2 separate regions of the Sus scrofa genome follow, and region 1 is linked to region 2. The links are chromatin contacts, called in public HiChIP or PLAC-seq maps. All regions are on one chromosome and are shown on one strand. Each heading gives the region's core, a stretch centred on a gene start, on an enhancer-like site or on the middle of the called end of the contact. The rest is flanking DNA. Distances are from core to core; before and after follow the strand shown.

What was found. HiChIP or PLAC-seq counts read pairs in DNA pulled down with a chosen protein or histone mark.
Region 1: an H3K27ac HiChIP or PLAC-seq map of skeletal muscle shows a contact between it and region 2. The contact joins the promoter of PRRX1 here to the promoter of CEBPD in region 2. A contact is called at or near these places in 1 of 47 Hi-C or Micro-C datasets (embryonic fibroblasts) and 1 of 2 datasets of contacts at active chromatin or transcription factors (skeletal muscle).

The regions. Positions count from the first base shown.
Region 1 is chr4:80,499,233-80,504,000 of Sscrofa11.1, forward strand. PRRX1 (paired mesoderm homeobox protein 1) reads right to left here and starts at 3,457. Exons shown (of 4, transcript XM_021090642.1): 1 at 1,806-3,457. The coding sequence starts at 2,046.
Region 2 is chr4:79,869,614-79,874,652 of Sscrofa11.1, forward strand. CEBPD (CCAAT/enhancer-binding protein delta) reads left to right here and starts at 3,250. Exons shown (of 1, transcript XM_005663091.2): 1 at 3,250-4,868. The coding sequence starts at 3,341. The coding sequence ends at 4,111.

The sequences.
Region 1 (4,768 bases), core at 2,207-4,706, 630 kb after region 2:
CCTTCAGTGCTCCAAACAGTGATAAATATTGCAACTAATAATTAGTGATGGTAAAACAAACAAACAAATTGGCAGAATCTGCAGAATTAGTGAATCCGAGTCATGGGCACAGGGACATTCAGAATACTATTCTCCCTACTCTTTGTATGTTTAAATTATTCCTTAGCAAAGTGTTTTAAAATTATTTTGCAGAGCATTTTCTTGAGCTCAAGTGTATACATCAACAATTAATTTACATCGCTGCCTACAGTGAGTGAGCATCTCCCCAACAAACCCCAATAACTCAACAAGGCAGTCTCTGCTTCTGTGCCTAGCTATTACCCTGGACTTAAGGACACCAGGTCTTCATTTCCCAGAGTTGACCAGTTTTTTGCTAGTGACAGCCTAGATCAGACTCCCTATTACCCTCTGCCTTTGTGGTAGTAGGGTGGACTGGCCCAGTTTGTGTTTGGCTAAAAAACACTGAGGGGAGTCCAGGCCTGGACCAAGGATGCAAGGTGAAGGCAGGCGGCCTTCTGGAGACATGGGCTCTCCCTGCTGCCTGTTTTAATGCTGCAGCCCTCCCAGCACTTTGCACAGGCCTTGCTTCCAGCTGTTTCTACGTCCAGTTTGCTTTGTTCTCTGTTTTCTGAGAATCTGACTTTGGCACTGTTTTTTGAAAATCATAGAATGCCAGCAGGCCCCCTGGTTCCACAAGTTCCAAGTTTTAAGACAAATCAGTCAGCAACTAATGGCATGGAAAGCAATCAGCCTTATTTTAAAACTTTCAGCCAAGTTCTGACTCTTGCAACATTGAGGAGGAAATATCCAACCCCAGGTCACCTGGGATGAGCCAGGTGACAGGTCTGTTACAGACGCTGGGACTTATGGATACACCTGGAGTCGCATTTTTAAGGCAAGGCTAATAACGCAAAAAGGAGATTTGCTTGAGGGACCGCGATATCAATCAGAGAGGGTGCGGAAAGGAGACTGTGGAAGGACTTTTCTAGAAATCTTGGGAACAATAGAGAGAGGTCCTCCAATGTGACACCTTTCTAGGCATTGGAGCCCCACACTTCCCTGGCGCATCTCTGCTGTGAGGAATCATGCCTGGCAGGAGCTCGGGTTTCACCCCAAAGGGCTTTGCCTCTCCAGAGTCTTCCCGAGTCATTCAGGCCGTTTATTCCACCGGGGGTCTCAAGCCCTTATGTAGGTGGCAGCAACAGCCGCCGGGACAGACAGCAGCTCCGGCGGGTCCAGCGCCGCCCCTCCCGCACTCCCAGTTTTCCGGCCCGCGCGCTGTGCGCAACACGAGCCTCACGGTTGCAGCTCCCTTTAGGCGGTGCCCTTCGCCACTCTGTCCGTCTGCCCTCGAACCCGCTTATGCCATCCGGAAGAAGCCCTCCAGACCGGACTGAGCATCTTTAAGCCGCTGCCTTCCTAAACAGGACTGGCTCCCTGAGTTTGCACTGCTCTGGGACCCTTTTCCAGCCCAGCCCCATCGTCCCACAAGCTGGAAGATTTGGCAGCCTCGCTCCTCTGGGACTGAGGGGCAGCGTAGTCCGCTTCGGCGCGAGTCTGCGGCGGGCAGAGTCCCTGACCTCAAATGCAGAGCCTCGGAGCTTTCCTCCGGCGTTCTCCCTGGCTACCTCCTCCGCGGAGCCCTCCTTTTCTCATCTTTTTTCCTCCGTCTGTGACCGCCCTTCCTCTGGCTACTGCCACCAATCTCTCCTTGTTTCTGACTTTCTCCCCCTGGCCCAAGGCGGGCTCCAGCCGCTCAGCCCGGACCCCCGCCCTCGGTCGGGACACGCACGCCCCTCACTCACTGTCCTGTTGCGGGGTGTCGCTGCCGCTGGTGAGTCCCGGCGACTCCAGGAGGCTCCGGCCCGCTTCGCCCACGCTCTCGTCCGCCTGCGCCGCCACCATGTCCCCGGCTTCCTCCAGGTCTAGCAGGTGACTGACCGAGAAGTTCTTTTTCGCCTGCAGGGTGTCGAGGTTGCCCGGGCTGTCCAAGCGGCCGCCCAGCGCCGGTTGCCGCTCCAGAACGTGCCCGTAGCTGGAGGTCATGGTCTCCCCCTCCGATCCCACCCACCCCCCTCTTCCCGCTCGAATCAACACCAAACGCTGTGGGCGCGAGGGGGGAGAGGAGCCGAGTGGGGAAGTGGGGGAGGGAATGGAGAGAGAGAGAGGGAGAGAGAGAAAGGAGGGGAAGAACAAAAAAAGTGGAAAGAGGGCGGGGGACCCCCTTCTGTAGAGCAGAGCGTTGTGCACCGGCAGCCTCCGACAGCTTCGGTTGCTTTCCCGAGGCCAAGTCCGGCGCGGTCCAAAGAGATAATCCACACCAAAAAATAAAATTAAAAGTCACCCTATGTTCAAGTCAGGAGAAGAAGAAGAAAAAAAATCCCCTTCAGCTCTCCAAAAGCGTTCACACGCACACGCTAAAAATAATAATAAGGGGAAGAGAGGAAAGGGGAGGCCAGCAGGGCGGGGGAGTTAGGCAAACAGAAGAAGAGAGAAGAAGGGGTGGGAGAGAAGAATCAAAGTGTGTGTGTGTGTGTGTGTGTGTGTGTGTGTGTTTTAGGTTAAAAAAGTTATTCCCAGGCAAGAGTTCAAGCACCAACAGAAGAAGGCTTGTTCCAGCTTTAAAACATCTTCAAGAAAATGTGTTCCCCCTCTCTGCACTCCTGTGGATTCTCAGGAGTGACTAAAGTTTCAGGAGGAGAGGGTGATGTCTTGCAGATGTATTGGAGAGCAGGATTCTCACTTTACTTTTCCTAAGGAGGGGGGAAAAAAAGGCTCCAAGAGTCCGAAGGAGGGTGGTGGTGGTGGGTTTCCCTGTTCCCTTCTCTCTCTCCCCCTCTTCTTGCTGAGCTCCTTTTTCCTTCTCAGTTGGATCAAGAAGCTCTCTGGCACTTCAAAAGGCACAAACTGGCATGCAGAGGAGGCTTTGTAGGGAATACAAGAAAATTGGAGACCCCTGGGAGGGCAGATCTCGACTTAATAGGAGCCTGTAATTACGTGGCAAAGCCTTTGTGCGGTGCCTGACGTTTTACAGACCCCCTTTCTCCATCACAATCTCCTTCTTCCTCCTTTCCCTCAGACCAGAAAACAGTCTGATTAAGAAAACCCCCTTTGCCAACTTCTGAGCAAGAGAGAAAGAGAGAGGGAGAGAGAGAGAGAGGGAGGAGGGGAAGAAAAGGGAGGGAAGAGAAAGCAAGAGCCCCTTTGGATTTTTAAAGTAAAGGTCTAATTATCATTCCCCTGCAATAGTATCACGGGAGAAAGGACAAACTGAAACCCACAGTCACTTCAAACAGGCTGATTATTTTGCTTAGGCATTAACTCCTCCAGATTTGTTTAAGATCCTGTTGGAAAATTTCATTTGCATGTTTTGATAACAGCTGCGGGGAAACTTGTTGGAAAAAATCCACAACTATCTCAATCAAATTTTCCTCTCCCTCTGAGTTTTTTTCTTTTTAATGTTTCCTGCTGTTCTAACAATTTTGAGTGGTGGTGGGCTGGGTGGGTCTGCGAACGAGGGAGAGAGATATTAAAGCTACATTTGGTTCTGTAGAGACAGCCTATTAAATAATGTAGTAAAACGACAGGGTTGATCATAATGGAAGGCTCTCCCACGCTTCTTCCACGGACTAAAGAGATCTAGAAGTCGCTGCATTGATTCGAGTCTCTCTGCGCTGCTAGGAATCAACGGTACAGGGCAGTAGGAAATTTACATATTTATTTAGCTGGGAGAAAGGACTCTAGGAGTTTGTCATAATTGCTCCCCTTCCCCCCCACCCTGGCCAATTTCGTAACCTCTTCAGTACGGCCAAGGTCGCTTCCCCAGGCTACGACGACGCTAAGCCGAGAAGGTCGCGCTGCCCAGATGCGGAGGAAGCAGGGGCACTCCTAGAGCCAGCTGCGGGCAGACGTTCCCGTGGCGGCTCAGGGTCCGATTCGGGTGCCACGGGGGTGGGGACGGGGAAGAGGGGCGGACGAATCCCCATCTAACTCTAGAGATAGTGCTTTGTCGTCTGTCTGCTGAGCCCTAACTTGATAGAGGACAGAGAGGTGCTGAGCGATTTTTTCATGACCGGGTGGAATTTGGTAACAGCTTTAATAGTCTCATTAGAAATGAGTTACTATATGACGAGTAAGTAAAATATTCAGTGCTTATTTGTGGCGTTTTATGTTCTTTAAACACACACACACAGTCCCTCACTCCCTTGATTACTTTTTTTTTTTCTTTCTTCCTATAGTCTAGGGGCTCGGCTCGACTGAGAGAAAGAGTGTGTGTAAATGGTTTCTGGGCTCCAAACGGCCATAGTTAGCCCAGAACTTCCAGCCCTGATCTAGGAAAAGAACATTTGATGCCATCAAAGGGCTGCAGATTGAAACCAGATGTGCTAGCCTCGGTTCTTTCCATGCATTTAATTAAGGAGCCAGGACGGAGGAGACTTTTTCATCATTAGTCCACCCACTCCCCCCTCCTCTTTCAATCCCTTCACCCTCCCCGCGGCCCGCTCGCACCCCCTGACCGGGAGCCCAGAGGCCCCCACCCCCAGCCAGCCCCGCGAGGTGCGCCAAGCCCATCGCTCCTTCTACCCAGCGGTCGTGGCTCTAAGCAGTAAACATCTGTCCCGTCTAGGCCGTGGGGAGCTGCGCGGCCGGGCTAGCGGGATGCTGGTGGGAGACAGACGCGCGCCAGAGTGGGCTCGCACCCGAGTGGCAGCTTTGGAGGAGGGTGCCTTGCGAGGACATTTCCAACACCGTTTCTTCTGAGAGCCTA
Region 2 (5,039 bases), core at 2,000-4,499:
GATGGAAAGATCTTACTAGACGTAGCAGAGGAAGAACCATTGGCATTGCACCTGGGCCTATGCAGGACTGTAAGGTTTTCAGAGTTGAGTCAGGCATCAGTTGCATGCAGTGGGACATGGATGTAAAGAAGTGAGCAGTGGCTATTCACACTTGGAAACAAACCCCATTCTCTTGGCAAATAGCCCTTCAGAAGATTCTAAGGAACAAAGTAATGTGATGGCAAATTCCTCTTTAAGGTATCTTGGCAGCCACCTGAAGAACAGGCTGGGTGGGGAGAAGAGGTTGCAAGAGTGCAGATCTGCCAACCCTTCCTGGGTAAGTGGTTGTGACGGACATGCCACTAAGGTGGCAGGGGAGCTGGGGTGTGCCGGGCCGACAGGTATGGGCTGAGGGAGTCTGAATCCATTTGACAGGAATATAAGATGGGAAGGAAAATTGCTTCTCCCTGTGTTTTATTACTGGGAACATGAGCAAGTGTGTGCCAGGTGGGACACCTGACTCATAGAATCAAATACCTATTCTTAGCTCTGGCTACTTTGTAATCTGTGGGCTCTGTCTCTTAATGTGAGACAGAGTAATATGTTCACTCCAGAGGGTGAAGTAAATGCAGAATTCTTTCCCCATCACAGTAGAGCTCTAATAAAACACACAGCACTTAGCAGTGCCAGGGATGCATGACCCCAATTTCCACTGGCTTCATTCTTTTGGTCCCTAGAGTCCCTTTTACAAACAAATACATTGGGAATAAGGTTTATCCAATAAGTCTATATTTGTAACCACAAGACACATGAGAATATATCATACAGTTAAAATTATCCCTAAACCAGAAGGTGAACAAAAGTTATCTGATAGTTGAGAATCATCATCATCTGAAGAGGGCGCTAAAGTCACAGTTTCCCTCTTTTTGACACTGGCACTGCTCAAAAATATTTTCACTTTTCCAAACTTTAATTTGGAGAACTGTTCTTGTCCCATATCTTGCACCATATGAAACATCCAAAAGTGATCCCTCGTGAGGATTGAGGTATATTCTGTCTTATGATGGGGCAGCCCAATGTCCTATACAGTGCTATACAGCTAAAGCACATCCAGGCATGTACAGCCTCTAGAATTCTGAAAGGATGGAATATGTTTAGAAAGTCCAAGTGAAGTGGGCTGCATCTGAACAACTCAACTGAGCTCAACATAGCAATGCCCGCATAAACATGGGGGAATCCAAGGATCCATTTTTAAGGAATGCTTTCTAACCTGGCCGCTTCCTTTTGACAACTCTACTCAGAACACTACAGCTTGGAGTTCCCATCGTGGCCCAGGGGAAACGAATCTGACTAGGAACTATGAGGTTGTGGATTCCATCCCTGGCCTCGCTCAGTGGGTTAAGGATCTGGCGCTGCTGTGAGCTGTGGTGTAGGTCCCAGACGAGGCTCAGGTCTGGTTTTGCTGTGGCTGTGATGTTGGAGGGCAGCTGTAGCTTTGATTCGACCCCTAGTCTGGGAACCTCCATATGCCACAGGTGTGGCCCTAAAAAGCCAAAAATAAATAAATAAAAATAAAATAAAAATACTACAGCTTCAAGATCCCTAACAATGAGAAATGCAGTAAGTGGAGACATTCAAAAAATGACTGTGAACTACTATCAGAGAGCTATATTGTTATACTGCATTTTTAACAGTCTTTCACTTGTGTTCAATGTCATAACAAATCTATACTTTGCTGGCCTATGACCTCTCCTTTCTCTATTTCTGAAAGAGGGAAGAAAATTCTTAAATCTAGAAGTTATCATTGGGATTTCCCACTCTGGCACCATGGAAATGAATCCAACTAGTATCCATGAGGATGAGGTTCTATCCTTGGCCTCACTCAGTGGGTCTGGGATCTGGCGTTGGGGTGGGCTGTGCTGTAGGTCGCAGATGTGGCTTGGAGCCCATGTGGCTGTGGCGCAGGCCAGCAGCTGTAGTTCAGATTGAACCCCTAGCCTGGGAACTTCCATATGCCACAGGTGCAGACCTAAAAAAAGGTTTTAAAAATAAAAATTATCATTAATTACTGGTTAATACATTTAAAAAATATGAGGATAGCATCTTCCAAGCTCAATCCCAATCTGACATCTGGATGTACCAATCATCTCGCTGAATTTTTTTTTTTATGAGAATATGGTTCTTTGTGCATTCCCTCCCTGGAGAAGTCTTTGGTAACGTTTTTATGGCTTCTGAAATACATGTTTTTTTGGGGGGATGTGCATGAACCACACTCTATGTGTTCCTAGGTTTTACCCTTAATAGGTAATTATAAGTGTGAGATCTATATCATGTCCCTGGAGTAATTCTAGCGCATTATGTATGTCCCTCTAGAAAGCCTACTCAGTACCCTATGGTGTGTTTTCAGAAGTCACCACTGGAATTGACTGCAGACACTCCAGCGATAGTTCATGGAGCGCTGTAGAGCTTGTGGAACGTTGAGTGTTGGGACAAGAGGAAACGAGAAAGGTTGTGGATGAAGGCCAGGTCTGAACAGGGTCTGTGGTGCAAAAAATGGAATTGACCTGAAATGCCTGTCCAAATTGTAGGAAACGCAACAAAACCAGTTCAGTGTCTTTTTCCTGCATTTTACAACCCGGAAAGCGAACATGTTAATACCTTACCAACGTTTTCTTTCTCCTGAAAGGGACCCACCCCACTGCTCTGGATCCAAAGGCACTTCTTTTTTGGAATATTGAATAGAAAGAATCCGGCCTAAAAAACTGAAGTAAGAAACCACCGCAAGATGGCACTGCTCTAGTGGACCAGGAAGCAGCGCCAGGGGTGCCGGGCTCGTGGGGCAGGGAGTTGGTGGGGTTCGCCCGGGGCACTGAGTTATCTAGAAGCTCCGAGCTCGTGGGGCTTGCGGGGTGCAGGGTTCAAAATAGCTTCCCCTGGCCCCAGGCCCGCGGGGTTTGAGAGCGACCCCACCCACCACCCAGGAGCCAGCGGAACGCCGCGGGGCAGCGTCGCGATCCTCCCCCATTCCCCATCTCCTTGATCGGGAAGCACCAAGACCCAAATTCCCTGAAGCTGCGAGGCAGCGCCCCCGTGCAGAGTCCCCGCCGCCCTCCGCTCTGGTTCCGCCCCGGTGCCGCGGGAGCAGAGGCCCCGACCCACCAGCAGGAAGGAGGCGCGGCCGAGGGAGGGTCGTTCCCGGCAGCGCCGCGCGGGCCGGGCCGGCGGGCAGGAAGCGCGGGGGAGGCGCTCGGGCGGGGGTCCCGCGGTCCGCGGCCGGGGCGGAGCGTGCGCGTCAGCCGGGCTAGAAAAGGCTGCGCCCGGACCGCCAGGGGACCGCGCTCGCTGTCGGCTCGACGCCGCCATGAGCGCCGCGCTCTTCAGCCTAGACGGCCCAGCGCGCGGCGCGCCCTGGTCTGCGGAGCCCGCCGCCTTCTACGAGCCTGGCCGCGCAGGGAAGCCTGGTCGCGGAACTGAGCCGGCCGCTCCCGCCATGTACGACGACGAGAGCGCCATCGACTTCAGCGCCTACATAGACTCCATGGCCGCCGTGCCCACCCTGGAGCTGTGTCACGACGAGCTCTTCGCTGACCTCTTCAACAGCAACCATAAGGCTGGCGCCCTGGAGCTGCTGCCCGGGGCCCCCGCGCGCCCTGCGGGCCCCGGCCCCGCACCGCGACCGCTCAAGCGCGAGCCGGACTGGGGCGACGGCGACGCGCCCGGCTCGCTGCTGCCCGCGCAGGTGGCCGCGTGCGCACAGACGGTGGTGAGCCTGGCGGCCGCCGCGCAACCCACGCCTCCCGCGTCGCCCGAGCCGCCGCGCCGCAGCCCCGCGCCCCCAGCGCCAGGGCCCGCACGCGACAAAGCAGCGGGCAAGCGGGGCCCGGACCGCGGCAGCCCAGAGTATCGGCAGCGGCGCGAACGCAACAACATCGCGGTGCGCAAGAGCCGTGACAAGGCCAAACGGCGCAACCAAGAGATGCAGCAGAAGCTGGTGGAGCTTTCAGCCGAAAACGAGAAGTTGCAACAGCGCGTGGAGCAGCTCACACGGGACCTAGCCGGCCTGCGGCGATTCTTCAAGCAGCTACCCGGCGCACCCTTCCTGCCCGGCGCGGGGGCGGCGGACGCGCGGTGACGCGGGGGGCGCGCGGACTGCGGCCGCAGTGCCTGGAGCTGCCTGGCCGGTCTGGGACTTGGACAGCTGTCGCGTGGACCCTAAGTTACTATGACGGCAGCTTCTCTACATCCTACCCCTAGGATGCAGCTAAGGTACATTCGTAAGAGACTTTTCGAGACTAGCCTTTGTACTGTAGATACGAAAAAAAGACTGAGCATGCTCACTTTTTTATATTGATTTTTACAGTATTTGTAAAAATAAAGATGCGTTAGACCCACCTTGATTCCTGCGCTCAAGGCCCTTCGGACCCGCCGGGGAGGGCGCGTCTGGCCGGCTTGCGCCCTGGGGCCGGGTTCCTGGAAGACCATGGCTTTGCTTCTCAAACAGGCCGAACTACACCTGAGGACTTGCGGGTTAATTTGAGGAGACCCTCTCAGGTGGAAGGCGCCCCGGGATCGTGTCAGAAACTTGCTGGAGCGCGCCCCACCTCGAGTGGGGGCTCCAGGGACGGGGAGAAAGAGGGCTGAGGTTATCCGAAAACGTCTGATTCACCTTGACTGTAATGGGATTTGCTTTCCCTTTGCTCAGTCTTGTAGACAGCTTTAAGTAGACTTCCAAGGTGTGTCAAGTACAGAAGTCACGTAGGAGATGAAAAGAAACAGTCACAAAGCTACTTAAAACCAGCTACCTTGCCAGTACTTGTAATGTTTCAACGCTTAATATGGACGAATAAATAAAGCCTTTCCCCCAAGAGTGTGGGTACTAGGCACCCTTTCTTGGTCTTGGCTGCTACATCTATATTATGTAATGAATTAACTGTGGCCTGTCATGATTATGTAGTCATAAGGGAGGAAATGCAAGATCTTTAGTGTCCAGAGATAATTAATCCGTGGTTTTACTTTTAAACTCAGATCTCTGCCAACACAGTGAAGGATAACTGAGCTTT